Regions from separate parts of the Mus musculus genome. Here regions 2, 3 and 4 are each linked to region 1. Evidence: chromatin contacts called from public promoter capture Hi-C data. All regions are on one chromosome and are shown on one strand. The core of a region is the stretch at or near the end of the contact, and the rest is flanking DNA. Distances in the headings are between cores, read along the strand shown. Region 1 holds the start of Atxn1l (ataxin 1-like). Region 2 holds the start of Cfdp1 (craniofacial development protein 1). Region 3 holds the start of Nqo1 (NAD(P)H dehydrogenase, quinone 1). Region 4 holds the start of Nip7 (NIP7, nucleolar pre-rRNA processing protein).

Evidence for each region. Promoter capture Hi-C pulls out the DNA fragments that hold promoters and counts their contacts.
Region 2: a contact with region 1 is called in a promoter capture Hi-C map of liver, with 2.6 times the contacts expected there. The contact joins the promoter of Cfdp1 here to the promoter of Atxn1l in region 1. A contact is called at or near these places in 2 of 39 promoter capture datasets (liver and pre-B cells).
Region 3: a promoter capture Hi-C map of liver shows a contact between it and region 1, with 4 times the contacts expected there. The contact joins the promoter of Nqo1 here to the promoter of Atxn1l in region 1. A contact is called at or near these places in 2 of 39 promoter capture datasets (hippocampal neurons and liver).
Region 4: a contact with region 1 is called in a promoter capture Hi-C map of pre-B cells. The contact joins the promoter of Nip7 here to the promoter of Atxn1l in region 1. A contact is called at or near these places in 5 of 39 promoter capture datasets (cranial neural crest, hippocampal neurons, liver and 2 more) and 2 of 115 datasets of contacts at active chromatin or transcription factors (embryonic forebrain and forebrain).

What each region holds. Positions count from the first base shown.
Region 1 is chr8:109,736,213-109,739,042 of GRCm38.p6, reverse strand. It overlaps Atxn1l (ataxin 1-like), which reads left to right and starts at 1,263. Exons shown (of 4, transcript NM_001080930.2): 1 at 1,263-1,412.
Region 2 is chr8:111,852,858-111,855,684 of GRCm38.p6, reverse strand. Cfdp1 (craniofacial development protein 1) reads left to right here and starts at 1,348. Exons shown (of 7, transcript NM_011801.2): 1 at 1,348-1,541. The coding sequence starts at 1,478.
Region 3 is chr8:107,401,942-107,404,823 of GRCm38.p6, reverse strand. It overlaps Nqo1 (NAD(P)H dehydrogenase, quinone 1), which reads left to right and starts at 1,619. Exons shown (of 6, transcript NM_008706.5): 1 at 1,619-1,758. The coding sequence starts at 1,752.
Region 4 is chr8:107,055,476-107,058,300 of GRCm38.p6, reverse strand. Nip7 (NIP7, nucleolar pre-rRNA processing protein) reads right to left here and starts at 1,424. Exons shown (of 5, transcript NM_025391.2): 1 at 1,311-1,424; 2 at 1,122-1,208; 3 at 890-1,028; 4 at 114-254. The coding sequence starts at 1,366. Cog8 (component of oligomeric golgi complex 8) reads left to right here and starts at 1,564. Exons shown (of 5, transcript NM_139229.4): 1 at 1,564-2,040. The coding sequence starts at 1,646.

The DNA of each region.
Region 1 (2,830 bases), core at 14-2,513:
CTCTCTCTCTCTCTCTCTCTCTTTTATATAAAACACGCATAATCACTTTTTCTGTATAAATGTAATCTGAACACAAGACCAACTATTGGCCAAATGTGGGGCTTGCCTGCTGTGGTGGTTTGAATGAGAAACTTCGATATAGGCTTAGATGTTTAACTCTTGGTGGCCAGTTAGTGGCACTATTAAGGTATGTATGGCCTTGTTAGAGTCCCTATGTCACTAGGGACCTGGCTTTGAGGCTCAGAGCCACAGGCAATTCCAGGTTCAGTCTCTCTGCTTTGTGCTTCTAAGTTCTAGATGTGACCCCCTCCTCTCTGCTCCAGCCTCTATGGCTGCTGCTCCCTGCCAAGCTTTCCCACCACAATGGACTCCTAACCCTCTCAAATGGAACCACAAACTCAAATCCTTCTGGCAGTTGCCTTGATTGTGTCTTATCCCAGCAACAGAAAAGAAACGAATGCACCAGTGATACCATCAACTTGAGAGATAGAGGCAGGACGGTTAAGAGTTCAAGTTCACCCTAAACTACACAGTGAGTTCAAAACCACTCTGAGCTACTTGTGACCCTGTCTCAAAAACAAATGAACAAATAAGAAAAAAAAAATCCTCCCCCTCCAATCAGCAACCTAAATCAGCCATTCATTTTTGTGTCTGCTTAAGCCAATCAAACTTTCATTCAAGTATTTAGTATGAACTGGCATTATATGGGTGACAATATTCCAAACCAGTAGCCAAGCCCTGTATTCACTAAGCCAACCTGCTTTCCACTGTAGTAAGAATCCCGTCCTTATTGCTCACCCACTCCCAGGTCTTCAGTACTTTTTCATCTTTTTCTAGGTCCTGCACAGGCACACTTTTTTTTTTTTTTTTTTTTTTTTTTGGCTGCCTCAGGCTATTTCTAACTTTACAAGGCTCTTGACCCTTGAAAAGGTCTGGGCCCAGCTCTCTCTCACCCTGACCCTACAATGACCCTTCCATCTTTCTACTCCAGTAAATTCTGGGGCATCATAAACAAGGCCCCAGGGATCTCCACTATCTGGACTTCTAGTGACAGCTTGTGAAAACTTCTCCAGGGAATCCAGGTCTGGGAGCTTTTTAAGGAAACATCACCTACTCCCTGGACCCATTCAGTGGGACAGGCGTTCATTTTCCCACCAAAGGGGGGCGCTGGGTACGATGGGCAGGCGGCCAGTTTCCTCCTGTGTAAGTAGGCGGCGCTCCCAGGCCAGGGTGACGTCATCTCTCCGCGTCGGGGGGGGGGCGGGATGCGCTCAACGCCATCTCCGGGCGCCCGGCTTGGGGGGGTGCCCGCTGGGTGTGGGGCGGCTCCGGGGCCGGGGATGGCGGCGGCCGCGGTGGCGGCGGCTCCGGGACGAGCGGGAGGAGTCCTGGGAGCTCCGTGAGATGGGCCGGTGAGTGTCGCCTGGAGCGGTGGCCGCTGGGATGGCCTGAGGCCAAGCAGGCCTGGGTTCGGAGCTCTAGTGGAAGGGCCCCCCTAGAAGCCCGTTGCCTCACCCCGGCCGCGGGCCCCCTAAACAGCGGGCAGAGCGAGCGAAAGAGGCCGTGCCTAGCCCCTCTAGATGCTGCTTTCCCGCCTGGCCCAGAAGGCGGCCTCAGGCCCTGATGCCCCGACGGGGTTGTCCCCGCGGGTCAGGATGTCCGAGTTCTCAGGGCGGGAAGGGGCCCCAAACAAGGAAGCGTCGCCAGCGGGGCCTGGCCTCACCTCCACGTCCGACCCCCTACCCCGACTAACCCTAAACGTAGACTCCCCCAGTTCAGGCCTGTACCCCTGTCGGAACAAGGATCATCAAAAGCCATCATCCCTGGTGTCTCTCCCTTTTTGCTGCTCCCTTTTTGTGGGGCGCACCTCTCCCTCAGTGAATTTGGGTCCCCCTCGGTGTGCAGTCTCTTGATTCCATTCCCTGCATGAAGAGGAGCTGCCTTCTCGGCTAGGTTGGCAGGTCTCTGGAATAGTTCCGTTGCCCCTTAGCTCAGGGCCACAAGTTGTGTCATTTCCCATGAGAAATTCTCCAAAGCTGCACCCTACACCCACACCCGGTTTCAGATTTTGAAGTGTTTTGCCTTGTGGGAACCTGGTGGGCAGGCTGAGCTTTCTTTTTGCCTCTTTCCGTCCTTTCATTATTTTGTGTTTGCTAACTCCTCGGTGACCCATAGACGGATTTTCCTTAGCTTTTTTTTTTTTTTTAGCTACAGAGGGCAAGCATCATTTTGGGGGATTAAGAAAATGAAAGAAAGCTGAGTGCTTTCAATTAAACGTTTGATGAAGAATGAGTGCGTGACTTGTACCCACTTGGTGATTTATTTGTGGCATTAGGAATCTGTTTTTCCACATTTCCATCTTTCGTGTACCCTTGAACCATGCCTATCTTAAGTAAACGTTGCCTTCAGTTGGATCGAGCTTGCAATATTCTGACTTTGACAGAACAGGTTCCTCGGTACTAGTCAATACTGCTAATCCAGTTGTTAGGACTTCGTTGGCCCCGGTTTTGGTTTTGGTTGTTTTCTTTTGAGAGGGTCTTATGGAGCTCAGGCTGACTTCTGACTTGCTAAATAATCGAATGTAGTTGGTGAGTACCTTGAACTCACGATCCTCTTCTTTCTACCTCAAAGGTAGTAAGATTACAAAGTGTCCACTCCCATTTCCAATCTGTGAGGTGCTAGAGATGTAACCTCGGGCTGGATGCATGCTAGGCAGGCACTTTACCAACTGAGCTGCATCCGGAGCCTTGAAAGGCCATGTTCTTTAATTATTGATGTTTCTGGCAAGTGTGGATTCAGATATTGGTAGCTTAGTAATAGTTTTGTTCCC
Region 2 (2,827 bases), core at 99-2,598, 2.1 Mb before region 1:
AGAGGAGGTGACATGCTTAAATTTGAGGGCACAATTAAGCATTGGGTCACATTCTTCTACGTCACCTTCCCCAGCCCCCTTTAGATGTATTCCACACTGATATTTTGACGGCTGTGAACTCTTAGGCTGATTCCCATTGCCATCCCATTGGTCAACTCCCACCAGGTTTTACCCACTCATCCAGAGCATTGGTTGGTCCTCCCGATGTCTCTGCTAAAATTTCCTATTGGTTGTTCCTACGGATTTCTCTGCTAAGATTTCCTCATCTTCCTCCTTCATGTGCTCCGAGAGTTCGATTATTCTCAGTACAGTATGCATTATATTCTCATCACAGTTTTAAAAAAATGTGTGTATATATATATATATATAAAGGCGTGCGCCACCACGCCCGGCAGAAGGTGATTTCTGAGGGACTAGGGGCATGGCTCAGTGGGTGAAGGTGCTTGCTGCACTGTACTACATACATGCCTGGTGCCTATTGAGGTCAGAACCAGGGCGGTAGTGAACCGCCATGTTGGGGATGCTAGGAACCAAACCTAGTTTTGCTGCAGAAGCAACAAGTACTGTTAACCTTTGGGCCGTCTCGCCAATCCTCACATACTCACAAATTTAACTGCTTTTCCATCCATCTTTCCCGTTGTTTCAAAAGTGTCAATCTAGCACTTTGTGTAGTGGCTTCCCTCACAGATAAGCGGATTTCCTTTTGTCTTTTAGTGATTATCGGATTGTTGATTCATTAATGCTGAACTTACTGCCAACAGTACTTGTAACTCAGGCCTGAATGTAGCTTACTTAACAGGCCGAGTTTCTCAGGAAAGAGCGTCGCAGTCTTCTTGCGCTTAGAATATTAGACAGAGTTTCGGTAGTGTTCTTGGGAGCAATTTTAGGCAGAAAAAAAAAAAAAACAAACAAAAACAAAAATGCAGGGAAAAGGCACAAAAACTGCATTAAAGAATTCGATTCTAGCGAGAGAATTGAATCAAAAAGGCAGAGCCTCAGCCTTGCTCAAAAGTTGATGGGAACTTTAGCATCTATCTATTCAGCTTTCAGTTTTTACTCGCTGAGCATATCCGGGAGCGACATTTTAATCTCTGATTTTAGAGTTAGAAAAAATATTAGCTTGTGAGCAAATTTCAAAATAAAAAGACAAGTATAAAGAGAAAGTACTATTTCCGCAGATAAGCCATTCTCCATTAAGGACGCACGGTACCGTTGAAAACTACAAGCCCCAGCATGCATCGCTTCTGAGAGGTGGGGGTCCGGAATCCCACAAGGGCCCGGTGAGTGTAGACTGACCAATCGCAGCAGCCGGAAGTGTCGTCTCTGACCACGTGGCACTGCCTGCGCATGTGCGCTCGCCTCTAGGGCGGCCCTAGCTGCTGGTCCTGTACCCCTATGGTCTCGCCCTATATCTAGCTTCGCTATTTTGGGGCAGTGGCCGCAGTCGTGTGGGTAGCAGGCCCCAAGTGACAGCAGCATGGAGGAATTCGACTCCGAAGACTTCTCCACATCGGACGAGGATGAGGACTACTTGCCGTCCGGTGAGCGATTCGGCCTGAGGCGAAAGGAGGGTGGTTTCCACGCTTCACACCTCACTCGAGACTCTCCCGGACGGTCCCCAGGGCGTGGGCCTCGTGATCGCGAGGTCCCCACGGCCCGTGGGCTCCGGAGTTCGGGTTATCAGGACCCCGGCCCTCAGGCGGCCTGGAACACGCATGTGTCGGTTCTGCATAGCTGCTGTCCTGGGCCGCCGCCCCCTCGGAGCGCGGGAACAGGCGCGTGAAGCCCGCAGGCTGAGCGTACTACCTACCTACCGGCTGGTTCTGGAAGCCGACCCGGACATTGGAGATTGTTTTTAGGGAATTGCCAGCTTCCTTCACGTCCGAAACTCAATTGTCCGCCTCTGGGTTCGGAAGGGATCGGCTTGTTAGAAAGTTGATGTGATAATGTGTTTTCCCTCTTTGCAGGAGCTACCCATCGTCCTCTTTTAAGAACTTTTTCAAAAGTTTTATTTTTAGAGATTTTATGGCACGTATATCAGTGTTTTTTCCTGAATGTCTGTCTGTCTCTGTACATCATGTGTGTGCCTAGGGCTTCTGGGACTGGAGTTACAGGTGGTTGTAGAGCTGAGTCGTCTCGCCAGCCCCTTATTATTTTTGTGTATGTATGGCGGTGCATTCAGGTGGCCAAAGAGGACAGAAGGGGGTATCGGGTCCCCAGGTGAAGGAGTTACACTCAGTTGTGAGCCGCCCGACTCTGGAACCAAAGTCAGATCCTTTGGAATGAAGCGCACACTCTTTTTTTTTTTTTTTTTTTTTTTTTTTTTTTTTTGAGACAGGGTTTCTCTATAGCCCTGGCTGTCCTGGAACTCACTTTGTAGACCAGGCTGGCCTCGAATCCACCTGCCTCTGCCTCCCAAGTGCTGGGATTAAAGGCATGCGCCACCACGCCCGGCTGAAGCGCACACTCTTAATGGCCTAGCTATCTTTTTTTTCTTGGGGTGCGGTAGAGGAGCACACTAAGAATCCAGCTTATGCGAGGTCCAGACAAATCTTTTAAACATTTATGTGTGTGAGTGTTTTGCCTACATGCACATCTATTTGTATGTATCTACATGTATATTTAGTGTCTTCAGAGCCTAGAATAGGTATTAATATCCCCTGGAAGTCGAATTATAGACGATTGTGGACCCTTGAATCGGGGCTAGGGATTGTAAGTGGACCCTTTGAAAAAGCAACCCGTGTTCTTAACTTCAGCCAGTATGTCTTTTTTGTTTTGTTTTGTTTCGAGACAGGGTTTCTCTTTGTAGCCCTGGCTATCCTGGCAC
Region 3 (2,882 bases), core at 370-2,869, 2.3 Mb after region 1:
CTGAGACAGAAGCAGCCTGTGGAAACTACTTTAGCACGTTGTTTGAGAGGAGAGTCTGACATCGCAGACGAAGCTGCCTGGTCACACAGCATCCAGTGAGAAAGCAGATAGCCTTTCCTGATGAAGCTATATCCCCAGCTCCTATTTTTGATTTTTGAAATGAGGTCTCACGTATCTTCAACTGTAGTAGTTAAGCAAGGCCAAGCCTTCAAGGGTCAAGGGTCCCTGTGTTAAGAAACCTTCAGGGTATCCTTTTATTTCCAGATAAAGCTTTGTGGTGCAAACTGGGCATGTGCAGGAATGTACCCTCCCCAAAGTACCTCCCCCATAGGAACAAGAATCTGCCTCCCTAATAAGTTCTCACCTTTTCTTTGTTTGGGAAGTGCGTTGCTTTAAAAATTGTCCTTGGTCTCTTTGCCTGCTGCAGCTGATATTTCTTTCTTCCCTCTTATAGCCCATTGTGTTACTTCGGCTTTGCCCTAACCGGAATGAGACTCCACTGAGATCCATCACAAGGGCTGTCACTAGCCTGTCACCACAGGAGACTGCACGTGTGTCTTTCCCTCACTGTCAGAATTTATCAGATAACAGGAAAGTTGAGCTCTTTTAATGATGGCAATCTGTTATAATGTCTACCCTACTTTGGGAGCTTGACCAAGGCACACACATACATGTAGGGTCTTTATTCCAACCCTTTTTCTTTCTTTCTCTGTTTTTGAGACAGGGTCTCACCTATGTAGCCCTGGCTGTTGTTCTAGCACTAGCTATGTGGACCAGTCTGGCCTTAAACTCAGAGATCTGCCTGCTTCTGGCACCCAAGTGATGGGATTAAAAGCATGTACTAGTCGTGGTGGCGCACTCCTTTAATCCCAGCACTTGGGAGGCAGAGGCAGGTGGATTTCTGAGTTCGAGGCCAGCCTGGTCTACAGAGTGAGTTCCAGGACAGCCAGGGCTACACAGAGAAACACTTCCCTGTGGCTGCTGTCTCCTGCCAGCTTTGCTCTGGCTTCCTAGAGAGTCGCACAGATGAGTTCCCCGTTACCTGGTCACCGGGGGCAAAGTTGAGGAGACCCAAGTGTGTATACCCAGGGAGCAGTTTTTGCAGTTTCTAAGAGCAGAACGCAGCACGAATTCATTTCACACGAGGACAAGTCTCTCTGAACTTTCAGTCTAGAGTCACAGTGAGTCGGCAAAATTTGAGCCCATCCGTTTTGCTGCCCCACCCTTCCCCTAGCGTGCAAAGGTGACTTCCCACGGCTGAGTGAGGACTAATCTACACAGGCTGATTATGTAGGCAGGTCCCACGAAGCTCGAAAAATTCTGTTGGAAATTTCCATTTTGTACCCAGGAGGTCTTGGGACAGGGAGCAGATGAATTTATTCAATATGTCCCCATATCCTCAAATTCTCTCTCACTCCCTTGCTCCCGGGGAACCCTTTTGACTTCCATATACAGGAGTCCTAGTCCAGCCCCAAACTGCTTCTCCCTGCCAAAAACTTGGTATCTTCCCAAGATGCCTCTGGGTTCTGGAGTCCAGCCCCGCCCTCGCTGGCTGCTCTGCACAGTGGGCTGGGCGGGCATAAGCAGGATATAAAGCCTTCGCTCAGCCCATACCCCAAGGCTCAGCTCTTACTAGCCTAGCCTGTAGCCAGCCCTAAGGATCTCTCCGAAGAGCTTTAGGGTCGTCTTGGCAACCAGCTGCTCAGCCAATCAGCGTTCGGTATTACGATCCTCCCTCAACATCTGGAGCCATGGCGGGTGAGTGTGGCGCCAACTCCAGTCTGATTTACTCTGAGGAGGATGTAGGGGCTGGCTGTGAGTTTTGTTCCTTGCCTCAAAGAGGAAAAGTGAGGTGGTTAGGAACCTGGATGAGCCTCGGTTAGTCTCTGGAAGGAGAACTTCTTCTCAGAACCAGCGATGCAGATTATTCTGCAGCCCAAGTTCACCCGTGGGCAACTCTAGCATTGCCCCTTCTACACCGTTCCTTAACAGAGCTGCCACTCCCTGTACCGCGTTTGGACTATTTAGAAAAAGGGTAACATGTGTCCTAGGTTGGCCTTAAAGCTGCTGTATAGTGAAGGATAGCCTTGAACTTGGGGTCTTATTGCCTCCACTGCCTAAGTGCCAGGATTCTAAGTGCATATCACCACGCCTGATTTCTACGGCTCTGGGAATTGAATTGAAACCAGGACTTCCTGCATACTAGACAAACTCTCTACCACCTGAGCTCTGTGCACATCCCCAACCTAGGCCAGATAGTATTTAACCATTTGGAAATACGTTGCTAACATTTAGAAATGCAAGCAGGCAATTTACAGGGACCACTGCTGGGCTTGGTGGCACCCTGGAGGCAAAGGCAGGCAAATTTCTTTTAAGTTCCAAGGTAGCCTGGTCTATAGATCCAGTTTCGGGACAGTCAGAGCTACATAATGAAGAGAGACTGTCTCAAACAAACTAACAAACCAAACCGCAGATTTTTAAAAGGGGTATCACCACTTTGTGAAACAAAACGGGAAGATGTGGAGATGGGTACAGGGAGCGTAGCTGAGAAGGAGTGTAACAGAATCGGAGCCTAATTCCAGTCTACCTGGCTCTGGAAAGTTTCTACTGTGACCCTGGAGCAGGAAATCCGATTTGTTAATTGGTCCATTTTTGTGACAGTCTCCTCACTTTGCCATCAGCCCAGGGGAAGGCAGGGGAGAGTCCTTGGCAGTTACCACCACATTATTGTCTAGTGTTTGACTGGCATCTACTGCGTTCTTGGCCAAGTAGCCTCCAGGGCTAAGTACTTCCCAACAGGGCCTGGCTCTGAGTTCTGGGCAGCAATTAGGTTTAGGTGTTTCCTCTGTTGGGGCGGGACTTAACTTTTTGGAGTTCCTTTC
Region 4 (2,825 bases), core at 175-2,674, 2.7 Mb after region 1:
TGAGAACTGTGAAAGGAGCCAAGAAGTCAGTCTCCGAGCTGCTGACTGAAACTTCATCCTTTCCAGTGGGTACCTGGCATTTGCCGTGATGGATGGCTACCGTGGCTACTCACCAGAGGAATGTCCGCCATGGAATAGACAACCACTCCCTGGTACTGAGATGTGTTCTCAGTAATTCGACCCAGACCGGATTTCAACACATGGTTTCCATACAAGAAGGACTGCTCTGCTCCCGGCTTTACCCACACTTTATACTGAAAGAGAGTTAAAAGCCAAGACACAAGGATGTTGGGCTATATCCCTAAATGCGGATTAGCAGCTGCTTCCGAGTTTAAGGAGAGGTGGGGAACCTTTAAGTTGTTTGGACCCCCCCCCCACTTTTTTGTTTTTGTTTGTTTGTGGGTTTTTTGTTTTTTTTTGAGACAGTGTTTCTCTGTGTAGCCCTGGCTGTCCTCGAACTCAGAAGTCCGCCTGTCTCTGCCTCCCAAGTGCTGGGATACCCCAATTTTTGATCTTTCACCATGGAGTTCCTTCCTCAACCTAACATCGAAATTCAACCTTACATCGAAATGCTCACATAATCAGCAATTTCCTTTTTTTTTCCCCTTGGACCCTAGGATCACCCTCACCACTGGCACTTGTGTCTTCGTCTCTGCTTTCTGAGATCCAGCTGACACGGTGGAGGCCTGTTTTCCTGTAGACAACTAGGCTATGCAGCTCCATGGCCATAACCCTTCCTAAACGTGTCCAAGCAGCAATATCGACAAACAACTTCTTAGGCTGACGCTGTCCAGAAACTCGTTGGAAAGAATCTGTGCTCTGACCTGGCCGCCGTCACCCGGGACTTCATCCCGGATGGCAACCTGGAGACCAGGCCCCCACAACGTACCTTGGCATAGGGGGCCAGGTAATCCAGAGCTGTCACGTGCAAGCGGAACTTGTGGGTCTTGGTAAACTTCCCAAAACACGTCCCCAGCGACACGAGCTTGTCTCCGGAGATGTTGGCGGCCAGCTTCAGCATCATCTCACTACAGGGGCGCGGGAGGAAGGTACCCGGTGACGACCAGGGATGGATGCACGCCTCCAGCCCGCCACGCAGTGGGCAGCACGCCCCACCTCACCTCACATAGTACACTCGGTCGTTGTGCAGCCGGAAACAGTACGTGCCGTCGGGTCTGTCCACTAGGAGTTGAAGGTTCTCTCCGATGCTGAGGGCAACAAGACCAGCGTCTGAGCCGGGACCGTCCCGCCCCGGAGCCGCATCCCCACTCCCCGCACGCCCGTCCCTCATCCGCCTCTCCAGTTCTTACTACTTCGCGATCTTCTCAAACATGACCCGGGTCTCTTCTTCAGTCAAGGGCCTCATCTTGCCGCTTGCTTGGCTCCCGGGAATCCTCGTGCCTGGAGAGCCGGAAGCGGAAGTCACTTTCCCACCCGCCCACTTCCTGGGGTCCACGAACGCGTGTCTCTCTAGCCTAATTCTCCGTGATCTTTGCGCAGCCGCCGCCTACCGTGGCGGACTTCCGGGGACCGAAAGCCGGCTAGATGAGAAACCATAGAGACGGGAAATGTTTCCCCCAATCGTTTCCGTTTCCCAGGAGCGAAACCGGCTCTGAAGAGGAAGTGACGGTACCGTGCTTGAGAGATGGCGGCCGCTCTCCCTCTCCAGCCCTCCACGACCGCTTCGGCCACGACGACAGCCACGGCCGTCGCGCTGGGGGAGGTGGAAGATGAGGGCCTCCTGGCGTCGCTATTCCGGGACCGCTTCCCCGAAGCTCAGTGGCGTGAGAAGCCCGACGTGGGCCGCTACCTCCGGGAGCTGAGCGGCTCCGGGCTGGACCGGCTGCGGCGCGAACCCGAGCGCTTGGCGGAAGAGCGGGCCCAGCGGCTGCAGCAGACGCGCGACCTGGCTTTCGCCAACTACAAGACGTTCATTCGCGGGGCCGAGTGCACCGAGCGCATCCACCGGCTCTTCGGCGACGTGGAGGCGTCCCTCGGGCGCCTGCTCGACCGTCTGCCCCGCTTCCAGCAGAGCTGCAGGTGCGGCTGGCCTGATGGGGACGGGCGCGTCATTGTATCTGCCAGGACGCTATCGTCATGACCCAAGCGTAGTGTACAGGGCTCTCTCCTGATTGCCTTGTTAATCCACTTAAACTTCACAGCAGCCATCTAGGTAGGTAGCGTCATTATTTTACAGACGAGGAAGTCGAAGTGAAGTGACTTGTCCAAGAACACAGCTAGTAAGTTTCCAAGAATTGGAAGCTAGGAGTCCACTACTCCCTCATAGGCTGTTGTTTAAATAATAAACATTCAGCCAGTCTTATTGACACTTGTGATCCCAGTATTCGAGTCACAGAGTCATCATCCTAGTCTGAGTATTGAATTCATGGACAGCCTGAGCTACATGAGACATTCAAACAAACTAAAAAATGTATGCATCCGGGCGGTGGTGGCGCACGCCTTTAATCCCAGCACTTGGGAGGCAGAGGCAGGCGGGTTTCTGAGTTCAAGGCCAGCCTGGTCTACAGAGTGAGTTCCAGGACAGCCAGAGCTATGCAGAGAAACCTTGTCTCGAAAAACCAAAAATAAATAAATAAATAAAATTATGCAAGGCAGTTCATTGAGCCTGACATAGTTAACCCTATATAAATGTGGGCTGGAGGTGCTCAGCTTCAAAATGTCCATCGATAGGAAGCTGACAGATCCTATTTGTCATTGTAGGTTGTCAAAAAGCATTTCCTTTTTAAGCTATGTTACATTTCTAGGCCCTCGATCTAATACACTTAGTTCTGCTATCCAGCAGGTCAATTTTTCTTTGGAAGCTT